Linked DNA regions of Mus musculus: all the other regions are linked to region 2. The links are chromatin contacts, called in public HiChIP or PLAC-seq maps. All regions are on one chromosome and are shown on one strand. The core of a region is the stretch at or near the end of the contact, and the rest is flanking DNA. Distances in the headings are between cores, read along the strand shown.

Region 1 (4,024 bases), core at 1,518-4,017, 380 kb before region 2:
CCCCAGGGCTCTGGTCCGTTTATTGTCTGTTCTTCAGATGGGATAACTTACATCGAGCTTTGTCAGTTCCTTAATTCTTCCTGTCCCATCTTCCTCCCACCACTGAGGCTTTTATTTGGGTTATGGTTTTCCTCGGTCCCTAAGGTCCAGATGGTTCTTTCTGCCTCCTGTTTCATTGCCAAGACACTGTATCTTTCCGTATTTTCTAGATTGGCTTAGAAAAAAAAAAAATTAGCTGCCTGGCGGTGGTGGCCCACACCTTTAATCCCTGGAAGGCAGAGGGAGGAGGATAGGATCTAAGTTCGAGGCCAGCCTGATCTATAGAGTGATTTCCAGGATAGCCAAAGCTATACAGAGAAACCCTGTCTTGAAAAATAAAAACAACAATTGAATTTAGCTGCTGCAGAGTCTTTGTTTTGTGAATGATTTCGGTCTCTGAGCCACACCCTTGCTGATAATGGTTTTTCCCTCCACATAAGTCAGTATTGGCCTTGATCTCCTTGGGCTGAGTGGGTTTTATCCTGGATGCTTTTTCACATCGTGAGACTCTGGGTCCTGTCGTCTGGGGAATGTTGACTTTTTGTCTTGGCGGGTAATGGACTCATTTGGGTTCTGTCTAACGTAGTCCACTCAGGCTGCTCTGGGATTTGGTTTTGACGAGGACCTGGCTTGTGAGGACGGCAGGGTCATGCCATCCCTTGCTGCCTCTCTACCACCCAGGAGCCTTGGGTGAGATGGAAGCCTTCATTTCTCAGCACATTTCCTTGGGATACTGTTGGGGAAAACACCGTGGTGGATGGGGGTGGGGGGAGTATGAGGCAATCAGCCACGTTGTGTTTATAGACAGGAAGCAGAGAGAGATGGCTGTTTGTGCTCAGCTCACTCAGAGTTCAGCCCACGGAATGACGCCACTCATGTTCAGGGTGGGTTTTCTCTGTTCAGTTAAGCCTTTAGAAATGCTCTCCTGGGGGCTGGTGAGATGGCTCGGCGGTTAAGAGCACTGACTGCTCTTCCGAAGGGCCTGAGTTCAAATCTCAGCAACCACATGGTGGCTCACAACCATCTGTAACTAGATCTGACGCCCTCTTCTGGAGTGTCTGAAGACAGCTACAGTATACTTAAATATAATGAATAAATAAATCTTTAAAAAAGAAAGAAAGAAAGAAAGAAAAAGAAAGGAAGGAAGGAAGGAAGGAAGGAAGGAAGGAAGGAAGGAAGGAAGAAAAAGAAAAAAAGAGAAACCAAATTCACATACTAGGGTAATAGAGGAAGAGAGGGTTAGCAGGACATGTGCTCCTGTTTCTTGGGACCTTGTCCCTGAACTCATTCTGTAGACCGGATGAGCCTTGACCTCAGAGAGATCCACTTGCCTCTGCCTCCTAGAGCTGGGGCTCTTCTGACAAGCTTTGCCGTGATGAGATCAGCTTCGAGCTTGCTGGCTCTATGTCTGTGTGGCAGGTATTAAGCTCTGATGTAACGGAAAAGCAGCTACATACAGGTGTCTGGAAGGGCACACTGCAGCCCAGTGAAACTTTACAAAAGCATCTAGGATTGACCAGGTGCATAAACTGGTCTGTGTTGCTGGAGTCACCCTAGAGGGGCCTGGCAGTCATGGCAGAGAGGACATGTCTATGGGGGTGCCCTGTGGGCTTCCTTGCCATCCTTCAGCCATAACTGCAGGGAAGCACAGAAGGTGGGAGGGAGACAAGGAGGTGAAGAGAGAAGGGGAGAGGAAGTTCTCCTTGGTGTCATGGAACAGGACAAACAGGCTAGTGTGGGAACCAAGAGGGGCATCTGGAGCCAGCTGAGCAGCTCTGAGAGTCACTGGCCTCTCAAGCCTCAGAGTAGACAAAACTGTACTGACTGATGAGAGTGTATTGATTGATTGATTCTCATGCCACTTCTTCCCAGGGACAGTGTTTCTGGTGTGGAAGCCTAGCCTGCAGTGCAGAGTCACAAGTGCCTCAGGCTGAGTTAGAGTGGTCTTGTGTGTCCTGGCAGCAAGACACATTTGCATGAACTCAGCGGCCTGTCTGTTTTATGTTAACACATTAGAAATGCAATAGGAAGGGCTGGAGATGACAAAACAATGAAGAATGCTTGCAGCTCTGCAGAGGACCAGAGTTTGGTTTCCACAATCAGGTAGCTCACTACTGCCCATAGGTCCAGCTCCAGGGGATCAAATCCCTTCTTCTGGCCTCCTTGGGTAGTTGCATGCATATTTGCATACATACATGCATACATATACATGTACACATAAATTAATAAACCTTTAAAACTGAAACATGGTTTCGGAGAAACTGGTTCTTCTGTGATTTCAGTTGTGTGTCTCAGGCTTGCCCTCCAAGATACAGAAAAGTCATGTAGCTCACTCTGGCACTGTATCTCTGATCCTTGTGCCCACATGTCCTAAGTGCTTGAGGTTAGAGACATGGACCATGGCACCTGGTCTGTGTAGAGCAGGGAATGGTGAGCCCAGGACTTTGCATATGGCAGACACTCTCTCTTCTACCTGAGCTGCATCCGTAGCCCAATGAAGTCTGATGTCCAGCAGCCCTTCTAGAGCCTATTTACAAGCGTGGTCTAAGCCTTCTTTCACAGGAAACCTGCAGTGTAGACCCATGTTCAAAGTCAGGCTTCCAGAGTCCTTGCCAAGAGTTCCCTCTGCCATCAGAATGATGACATTTCCTGTTATCGATCTTATTCCGTGTGATTACACTGTGTTGTGACTGGCACTGTTGACCACACAGATATTTATAATACTTATTGCCATGGTGACTGATGACAGGAAGAGCTTTAGCTGCCATGTCTCATGGCGGGCTCATTTGTGCTATTTAGAAAACCCGTGACCTATTGGTGGCCACCCTGATCAGGCTCACAGCACATGGGGCCAGGCTGAGGGCTCCATCTCTTGAAGTGGTTGCAGTTTTCCTCTGTGTGTGTGTGTGTGTGTGTGTGTGTGTGTGTGTGTATGTGTGTGCTCTCCCGAGTGTGCACATGCAGGCGATTGTGCCTGTGTGTGTGTATGTGTGTGTGTGTATAGGCCTGAGTTTGACATCAGTGTCGTCCTGGGGAGGGACCTCCTGTCATGGTTGGGATGTCTCCTGAGTCTTGGCCATCGTTCTGTCCGTGCTTCATGCCTCCCACTTCCCCTGTCCAACGATGGCACTGGCCTTGAAGACAGCGGTGTCTTCGTCTCTGACCTACATGTCTGTGACTGTGGTTGTGCCCCAGCCATTGTTACCTACAGAGGGAAGAACCACCTCTTTTAATTTGTTTTAAGATTTCTTTTAACCTTCAAGGGGCATCCGGAGCTGTTTTTCATCTCTTCCCGACGGAGACAGATTTCCAGGGTGAGGCGAGGCTTCTAATTATGAGCTTTGGTTGTTCAAAAGCAAAACAAACCCTCACCCAAAACAAGCAGGCTCTCTTGCTTTTTCGGGAGAAAAATGACACATATGCATATTCATTTATATGGTAATTATTATTATTTAGCTACACAGGGACTAGAATTGGTAATTGAGAGCACAAAAAGATCTCAGGAAGAGCGTGCGTTCGGGGAAGCGTAACCCATCAGGAGTCTGTAGTTAATGCCCTGTTTCTTTTCTTTCCCCTGCTTTTTTCTTCTTTTGCAATCTCTTTGAAGAATTTTATTTGAAGTGACCATCAAATGCATTAGAGAAAGAGAAATTAGCAGTTTGTTTGAGAACTATGAAAAGGCGGCAGCTCAACCTGCCAGAGATATAAGAGGTAGCCCCGAGGGACAGTCGTGTCCCAGAGGTCAGCGTGCCCACACCACTTCTTGAGGAAGGCGTGAGCTTGAGAAGTCTGCAGAAAGGCAGGGTCAGAAGCAGAGATACTGGGTGCCCCAGGCCCACATGTGGCTGTTCTGTTGGATATGGTGATTGACACTCTCTTTCCTGGTCCAGATTTCTGCAAGTGCCCAGACTTCTTCCCATGGCTTCCTTCATGTGGCTTCCCAGCATGAAGGGGGCTTTGGGTTCAATTCCCAGCGCTGCATCAA
Region 2 (3,954 bases), core at 584-3,083:
ACAACTTGGGAATATTGGATTGATGGGAAATTTCTTATGAATCATTTGTGCCTTCTCCCAGGAGTGCTACTTCTAAGCGACCCCAGGAAAGTCCTGATAATATTACCCCTCCTGCTTTTAGGAAATATCCTTTTCTGGGCCCAACTGAAGGTCTTTCTTATGCCTAGGAGGTTGTGACTCACAAAAAGATACCAAAGCTCTCCTTATGAGGCTCCACTCCAAGATACTCTTGGAGCATCTGCCCAGGATCAAGATAATACAAACAAAGTAAACTTTAAAGGTAAGCAAAATCCAGTGGGCTAGAGGAGTTGGCAGCAGATCAGATCCAAAGCCTCTTCCTACTCTACCCTCCGGCAACTGTGTGGTATATAAGATCGAGAGCTGCATATAGTATGGCCTTCCAGAAAAAGATATAGCAACAAAGATAGGCTGGAGCCATCTCTGCACTACACAGGGGCTTAGAGTGATGGACAAAGAATGGTGAGGATACCTGACAACAGAATGAAGAATTAAGACCTCCCCTTCTGCGGGGGTGGGGGGGTGGGTGGGGGGGGGTGGCACTCGCCTTTAATCCCAGCACTCGCACTCGGGAGGCAGAGGCAGGCAGATTTTCGCCCAATCATAGGGCGAAGATTTAGAGACGCGATTTCCGGGTTCCAGGAGGAAGAGGCGGAGACAAGATCTAGAAAGGGGCTTTTGGGCCTGGAGCACAGACACCATGTAGGCTACCGGAAGAATTCTGATATAAGAGAGCTGATGAGTGCCCAGCATGGTGGCACACGCCTTTAATCCCAGCACTCAGGAGGCAGAGGCAGGCTGATGAGTTTAGGACGATAGGTTCCGCACCCAGTGGTTGTGTTATCTGCCTAGTTTTAAAATATTAAGTCTGTCTGATGTTTTCCATCTGTGTTGACTCAGGTGGGCAGGCTCCAGGCATTCTCAGGAGGGACGGTTGTTGGGGGGCCTAGCAGCCTCAGCCAGAGGATCAGGCAGGATGTAGGAGCTAAGTCGTGAGGGGCCGCAGCACTGGGCAAGGAGACCAGGCTAGGAGGACATGTGCTTTTTAAAATCACACACATTTGTCTAGTGCTTTGAAATTATAAATGCTGCCAGACTAAGAATAGGGTGCAGTATATTAAGTATGCATGCTTTGGCAGAAAAACTCAGATTCCTTGAAATTGGGTTATAGGTCTGATAATAAAAATCACACCTGTTCTTTCTGAACTTGGTAATTGTAACTGAATCTGCAACTTCAGACCTGCAATGAAAAAATCAAACACATGTGCAGGGAAAAAATGATATGATTTGTATTTCTTGGGAAATCATGCCTCTGTCATTATTTTATGAGATCTATATAAATAAAGAAGCAACCTGATTGCTAGTCAGTCAGAGCTGCAAGAGTCTTCAGCTTTGCTGATTCAATCCTCCTTCACCAACTCTTTACCTCCCCTCTGGGACCTGGCCATCCCTGGGGCTGGCCTCCGGCACCCCCATACATATGAACTGCCACGGGTAAACAGTTTCTGAAAGAAGGGATGCCTGGGCGCAGCAGAAACAAACAACTGCCTCGAAGTCAAATCCTGGCTCCAAGCTGGTGGCCTAGGCTCTGCTGGAGACAGGGTCCCAGCCTGCCTTCTCTCTGTTCATCTGCTTTCTCTAGAGATCTCCAGACAGCTCTCTCTGTTCTCAGTTCTCCAAGCAGTTCTCTCCTGCAAAATTCCCTGGCTAACTTGTAGACCACAAGCCCAGTCTTTTATTTTACATATCAATCCAGTCGTTTATTCCAGGTTCCCTTCGGTTATCCTATGAATCAGCATCCTGTGGCCCAGCCCCATACTTTTGCTTTCACTTTTGCAAAAGAATTCCGCGATCTCCCCTGTGGGCACCGTTCACAGATCCTATCTACTACTGTAATAGACATTCTTCCATGAATGTGTAGTATGTATCAGTGTGTTCGGAATCCAGATGAAGATTCCCTGGAACTGGACATGGGCTGCCATGTGTGTGCTATTGAATGAACCAAGGTGCTATGGGAGAACAACCACTGAGCCATCTCATCTTAGCCTCCAAACATGAATAAAGTTTTGTTCTCTTGGAAAAAAAAAAAAAAGAATTCAGAGATCTGCCTCCCTCTGCTTAGCACGGTCAATGAGCTAGCTGGGTGGGACACAGACATGAAATTACCATTTCTGCCCTACCTGGTCCTGGACTTTGTCCCAAGCTGACATTGAACTCAGGAATCTGCCTGCCTTTGTATCTTTCTGACAAGCTGGCTCATTAATGCAGCTACCTTTGTTCCTTTAGATTTGTGAAGCCACTCATATAATTCATATTGTATCCTTATTTTTGCATAGTTGAGAGAGATGGCTGGAGAGATGGCTCCGCAGTTAAGAACACTGACTGCTCTGCCAGAGGTACTGAGTTCAATTTCCAGCAACCACATGGTAACTCACAACCATCTATAATGGGATCTGATGCCTTCTTCTAGTGTGTCTGAAGACAGCTACAGTGTACTCATATCAATAAGAAATAAACCTTTGGGTTGGTGAGATGGCTCAGTGGGTAAGTGGGTAAGAGCACCCGACTGCTCTTCCTAAGGTCCAGAGTTCAAATCCCAGCAACCACATGGTGGCTCACAACCACCTGTAACAAGATCTGACGCCCTCTTCTGGAGTGTCTGAAGACAGCTACAGTGTACTTACATATAATAAATAAATAAATCTTTTTTAAAAAAAAGAAAAGAAATAAACCTTTAAAAAAATTATAAGGGCGGGAGAGATGGCTCAGTGGTTAAGACTGCTCGTCCTAAGGTCCTGAGTTCAAATCCCAGCAACCACATGGTGGCTCACAACGATCCGTAATGCGATTTGACGCCCTCTTCTGGTGCATCTGAAGACAGCTACAGTGTACTTAGATATAATAAATCTTAAAACAAAACAAAACAAAACAAAACAAAACAAAACAAAACAAAACAAAACAAAACAAAACTGGGTGCACCAGCATCTGTCTGTAATCCCAGTACCAGGCTAAGACAGAGAGATCCCTGGAACTTGGTGGTCAACCATTCTACCTGAATTATTCAATAGAGACCCTGTCTCAAAAACTAAGGTGGAGCTCAATCAAGGAAGACACCCAACATCAATCTCTGCTTCTTTTTCTCTCTTCCTCCCTTCCCCCTCCCACCCCCTCCTACCCCCCACTGAGCAGTGGTGGTACACACCTTTAATCCCAGCTCTTGGGAGGCAGAGGCAGGCAGATTTCTGAGTTCGAGGCCAGCCTGGTCTACAGAGTGAGTTCCAGGACAGCCAGGGCTACACAGAGAAACCCTGTTTCGAAAAACAAAACAAAACAAAAAAAAAACCCAAAAAACCAAAACCAAAACAAAAGTGAAAGCAGTAATGGAAGAGTTGAGCAAAATTGGCTGTTTATGGTGGTGTATGCCTTAATCCCAGCAATGAGAAAGCAGAGGCAGGCAGATCTATGTGGGTTTGAGGCCAGTCTGATCTATATAGTAATTTCCAGGCCAGTCAGTGCTAAATAATGAGACTCTGTCTCAACAAAAACAAAAAGTAAGCGGGGGGGGGGGGGGGGGGGGGGGGAGATATTGAAAGACCCACAACGTTCTGACTCCAGAGAGGTGACACCCCAAATCACTCAAGGTCTTGTTGCAAACTGCAAGAGGACTTTTTATTTCAAGAGCGCTCTCGGGCCTACAGTCATACACCATGCAGGGGTAGAGGACCATGGCACCCTGAGTAGTTGGGTAAGGGGGTATTTAAAGGAAGAAACCACAACTCAAGGGGGTGGGAAGGGCGTGGTTGGAAAATACCAAAAATACCAGTTAAGAGTCACGAGGAAGTGGAAAGTCAAGACAGTTTTCTAGGAGCCTCTAACAATAGCACCTTTGCATAGCGGGTTCCAGCAACAGTCAGGGTGGGTCAGGGTGACTTTCTT
Region 3 (3,813 bases), core at 861-3,360, 420 kb before region 2:
GCCCTCCTCAGAAGGCAGCTAGGACTGTAGCAAGCATGAGAAGTTCCTTGAGGAAAGTTCTATGTGCTAATGTGCAGTTTGGAAAACTTTTGACAGTAGAGAGGCACCAGACCCATAAGTGTGTGATTAGAATTTCAGAGCAGTGTGTTGACTGTCAATGTTGGTAACGTGTTAACCTTGAGTGTCACTGCCCATGTTGGGTGACAGCTAAAATGATAGTGTCTCTGCCTTTGCTAGAAAGATCAGTTGAAGTTACAAGAGAAGGACATACAGATGTGGAAGGTGAGTCTGCAGAAAGAACAAGCCCGATACAGTCAGCTTCAGGAACAACGTGACACCATGGTGACCCAACTGCATAGCCAGATCAGACAGCTACAGCATGACCGAGAAGAATTCTACAACCAGAGTCAGGAGTTACAGGTACCAGGCGGGTAACAGAAGGCATGGTGTCAGCTGTGTCCTCACACCTCACTCAGCTTGCCTGAGATGAACACTATGCTCTGAAGTGACAAGTGTATTGTGTATGGAATGGATCCGAGGACAGAAGTCCCTAGCTTTCTCCATTCAGTGTTTCCCTAGTGTTCCCAACACCCTGAAGCCAAAAGAAACAACTAAGTCAGCAGTTCTCAACATGTGGGTCACGACCGTAGGAGAAGCACATATTTCTTATGGTCTTAGGAACTGACATAAACCACTCAGTAGCAAAATTACACTTGTGAAATAACAAAATAAATTTATATCTGGGTTCCTAGGACCATAGGAGATAGGTCAGGACCCACACATTGGGAGCTGCTGCTCTAAGGGATCTGAATGCTCTGTGGGGTTGATTCCTCTTGGCATAGTGGCTCAGAAACAGCACGCCTACATTTAAAATATTTTAGACTTCACTTTTAAATAGCCATGATTGCTAAGTCAAGTGACTCTGTTGTCATCACACAGTGCTTTGGCTTTGGGATCAGTAGACAGTGACACTTCATTTCCTCCTCCTCTCTGTTTTCTCATACTGCTTTTTTAGCACATAAATATTAAAAGCCCAGTGTTGCCGGGATGTGGCATTATCCTCACACTCGTAGGATAATTAATCTCTACCAATTAATCGGTAGTTCCCATGATGTCCCACAGATGTCGCTGTAGTACCCTCAAAAGAGTGAAAGGTCTGGGCCAGTTTCTGTGTAGTTGCATGGTCTGGACATGCAATTTTGGACTTGTAGGGATCAGGTCTTTGGGAAGGCCCCCCTCCCTTATTTTAAGTAGGAAGAGACTCAGAATCTCTCCCTTTAAACTGTAAAGTCTGATACTGATAGACAAGAGAGCAGTTGAGGAGCAGCGCATCCCCAGCTCTGCCTCTGTCCGTGGCTGTGCCGGTCTGTGCTCTTGTAACCTCATGGTCAACTGTCTTTGGTAGACAAAGCTGGAGGACTGCAGAAACATGATTGCGGAGCTTCGGGTGGAGCTGAAGAAGGCTAACAACAAGGTGTGCCACACTGAGCTGCTGCTCAGCCAGGTCTCTCAGAAGGTAAGATTAGACCCTCACCTGCTGACTCTTGCATCAGGCAGACAGGTATATTACTTGTATGTCTGTATTGGTGATCCAGCAGTGAGCGATTCTACCCAAAAACATTTGGCGACATCTGGAGACGTTGGTTCGAGTGGGAAGGACCCATGGGTATTGACCTCCAAGTGCAGTACACCCTCCAATGCAGACGGTCCTCACAACAAAAGTACCCGACGAGCTGAGGCCAGGCACATCCCATGGAACTCTTTTCAATGCCTTGTTTTTGAAGTCTGTTAAGGCTTTTGAACTGTGGCTTTCCATAGGTATTCAGTGAGATCTGTGTCATGTATTCAGAAAGAGGTTACTGGGGTACACTGGGGCTTTACAGAGCTGCCTCTGCTCCAGTGTTCTTGGGCCAGCTGTATTGAAGTGCATTCGTGTTGCTTCTGTGCAGAGAACAACCTCAGTGTGTTTCTGCTGCCCTTGGGCACCTTCTTCTCCATTATCCATGGACTCAGTGGGAATGGTTTATTCTGCTCTGCCTTGTACTGTGCTCCCCAGTAGTTACTGTTGCTGTCTGTTGCCTAGTTTTGCCATGCTGAACTTGCACTTTCTCACTTCCATCTGGCAGCTCTCCAACAGTGAGTCAGTGCAGCAGCAGATGGAGTTCTTGAATAGGCAGCTCCTGGTGCTCGGGGAGGTCAATGAGCTGTACCTGGAGCAGCTGCAGAGCAAGCATCCTGACACCACCAAGGTAAGTGGCCCGGGCACTGAGACACAAAACTGCACTGCCCGGCCCCGTGTTCTGCAGAGCAGCCAGGCCCAGCCACATTGCAGTGTCCAGGCACAGGAAGACATCATGTGCCCTGATGGGGCCGCTTTGCAGAGGTCCAGGCTACATGAATGTCAGTTACTGTCCTCCTATCTGGGACAGACTGACAAAAGTAACGGAAACAAGGAAAAGTTGACTGGTTCACAGTCAGGAGGGGACATGGAGGAGCAGTGTGAACAGGGCTCACACTGTCGCAGTCAGGAGGGGACATGGAGGAGGAGTGTGGACAGGGCTCACACTGTTGCAGTCAGGAGGGGACATGGAGGAGGAGTGTGGACATGGCTCACACTGTCACAGTCAGGAGGGGACATGGAGGAGGAGTGTAAACAGGGCTCACACTGTCGCAGTCTGGAGGGGACATGGTAGAGGAGTGTGGACAGGGCTCACACTGTCACAGTCAGGAGGGGACATGGAGGAAGAGTGTGGACAGGGCTCACACTGTCACAGTCAGGAGGGGACATGGTGGAGGAGTGTAGACAGGGCTCACACTGTCACAGTCAGGAGGGGACATGGTGGAGGAGTGTGGACAGGGCTCACACTGTCGCAGTCAGGAGGGGACATGGTGGAGGAGTGTGAACAGGGCTCACACTGTCGCAGTCAGGAGGGGACATGGTGGAGGAGTGTGGACAGGGCTCACACTGTCACAGTCAGGAGGGGACATGGTGGAGGAGTGTGAACAGGGCTCACACTGTCGCAGTCAGGAGGGGACATGGTGGAGGAGTGTGAACAGGGCTCACACTGTCGCTGTCAGGAGGGGACATGGAGGAGGAGGAGTGTGGACAGGGCTCACACTGTCACAGTCAGGAGGGGACATAGAGAAGGAGTGTGAACAGAGCTTACACTGTCACAGTCAGGAGGGGACATGGAGGAGGAGTGTGAACAGGGCTCACACTGTCACAGTCAGGAGGGGACATTGTGGAGGAGTGTGAACAGGAGAGATTCATGTGCAGCTCACTTCTCCTTTACATTTCTTCTGGGACCCCAGCCTATTAGATGGGCTGCCCCTATTTAAGATTGATCCTACCACTTCAGTTTGCTAGTCTAGACAATCTCTTACAGACAGGCCCAGAGCTTTGTTTCCATAGTGATTCTGTACCCATAAGTTGGTAAGACTGACCATCACACAGAGAAAGCATGAGATGTAAGTACTGCCACACAGGAGAGAGGGGAGATGGGGGCAGCCGGTCTGTCTGCTACCCCTTCAGGATCCACGGTGTATGCAGGATGCTCTGCCTCAACACCCACGCCATTTTGCTTCCTTCTCCTGAGACTCTGCTCCTGCTGATGTTCATTTGGTCCTGGTGTCAGCATGGAGACCAGTTAGTGTTTGTCAGTGTGCTGAGACAGACACTTAGATCACTGCACAGTCAGCCTCGGGCAGTTGGAAAGGAACTTGATTGGAATTTCGGTAGAGTATACTCTGGCATTCTGACACTGCTCTTCCATCAAATGCCTTTAGCACCCTCTGGTCAAAGTTCTATCAAAG

Evidence for each region. HiChIP or PLAC-seq counts read pairs in DNA pulled down with a chosen protein or histone mark.
Region 1: a contact with region 2 is called in a FOXA1 HiChIP or PLAC-seq map of pancreatic cancer cells. The contact joins two enhancer-like sites. A contact is called at or near these places in 2 of 115 datasets of contacts at active chromatin or transcription factors (bone marrow-derived macrophages and pancreatic cancer cells).
Region 3: a contact with region 2 is called in an H3K4me3 HiChIP or PLAC-seq map of bone marrow-derived macrophages, with 2.9 times the contacts expected there. The contact joins two enhancer-like sites. A contact is called at or near these places in 1 of 115 datasets of contacts at active chromatin or transcription factors (bone marrow-derived macrophages) and 1 of 9 other capture datasets (liver).

The regions. Positions count from the first base shown.
Region 1 is chr2:28,717,469-28,721,492 of GRCm38.p6, forward strand. The region is part of intron 5 of Ak8 (adenylate kinase 8); the gene reads left to right. Among named protein-coding and RNA genes, the nearest start is that of Mir3088, 14 kb to the right of the region's middle. Within about 2 kb of position 2,768, at least 5 of the 459 cell types and tissues checked have an H3K27ac peak or open chromatin away from gene starts, as enhancers often do. A contact at or near this core is called in pancreatic cancer cells, where this site is marked.
Region 2 is chr2:29,099,193-29,103,146 of GRCm38.p6, forward strand. No RefSeq gene overlaps it. Among named protein-coding and RNA genes, the nearest start is that of Setx, 24 kb to the right of the region's middle. Within about 2 kb of position 1,834, at least 104 of the 459 cell types and tissues checked have an H3K27ac peak or open chromatin away from gene starts, as enhancers often do. A contact at or near this core is called in bone marrow-derived macrophages and pancreatic cancer cells, where this site is marked.
Region 3 is chr2:28,679,786-28,683,598 of GRCm38.p6, forward strand. Tsc1 (TSC complex subunit 1) reads left to right here. Exons shown (of 23, transcript NM_022887.4): 18 at 238-420; 19 at 1,406-1,516; 20 at 2,127-2,249. Among named protein-coding and RNA genes, the nearest start is that of Spaca9, 18 kb to the right of the region's middle. Within about 2 kb of position 2,111, at least 34 of the 459 cell types and tissues checked have an H3K27ac peak or open chromatin away from gene starts, as enhancers often do. A contact at or near this core is called in bone marrow-derived macrophages, where this site is marked.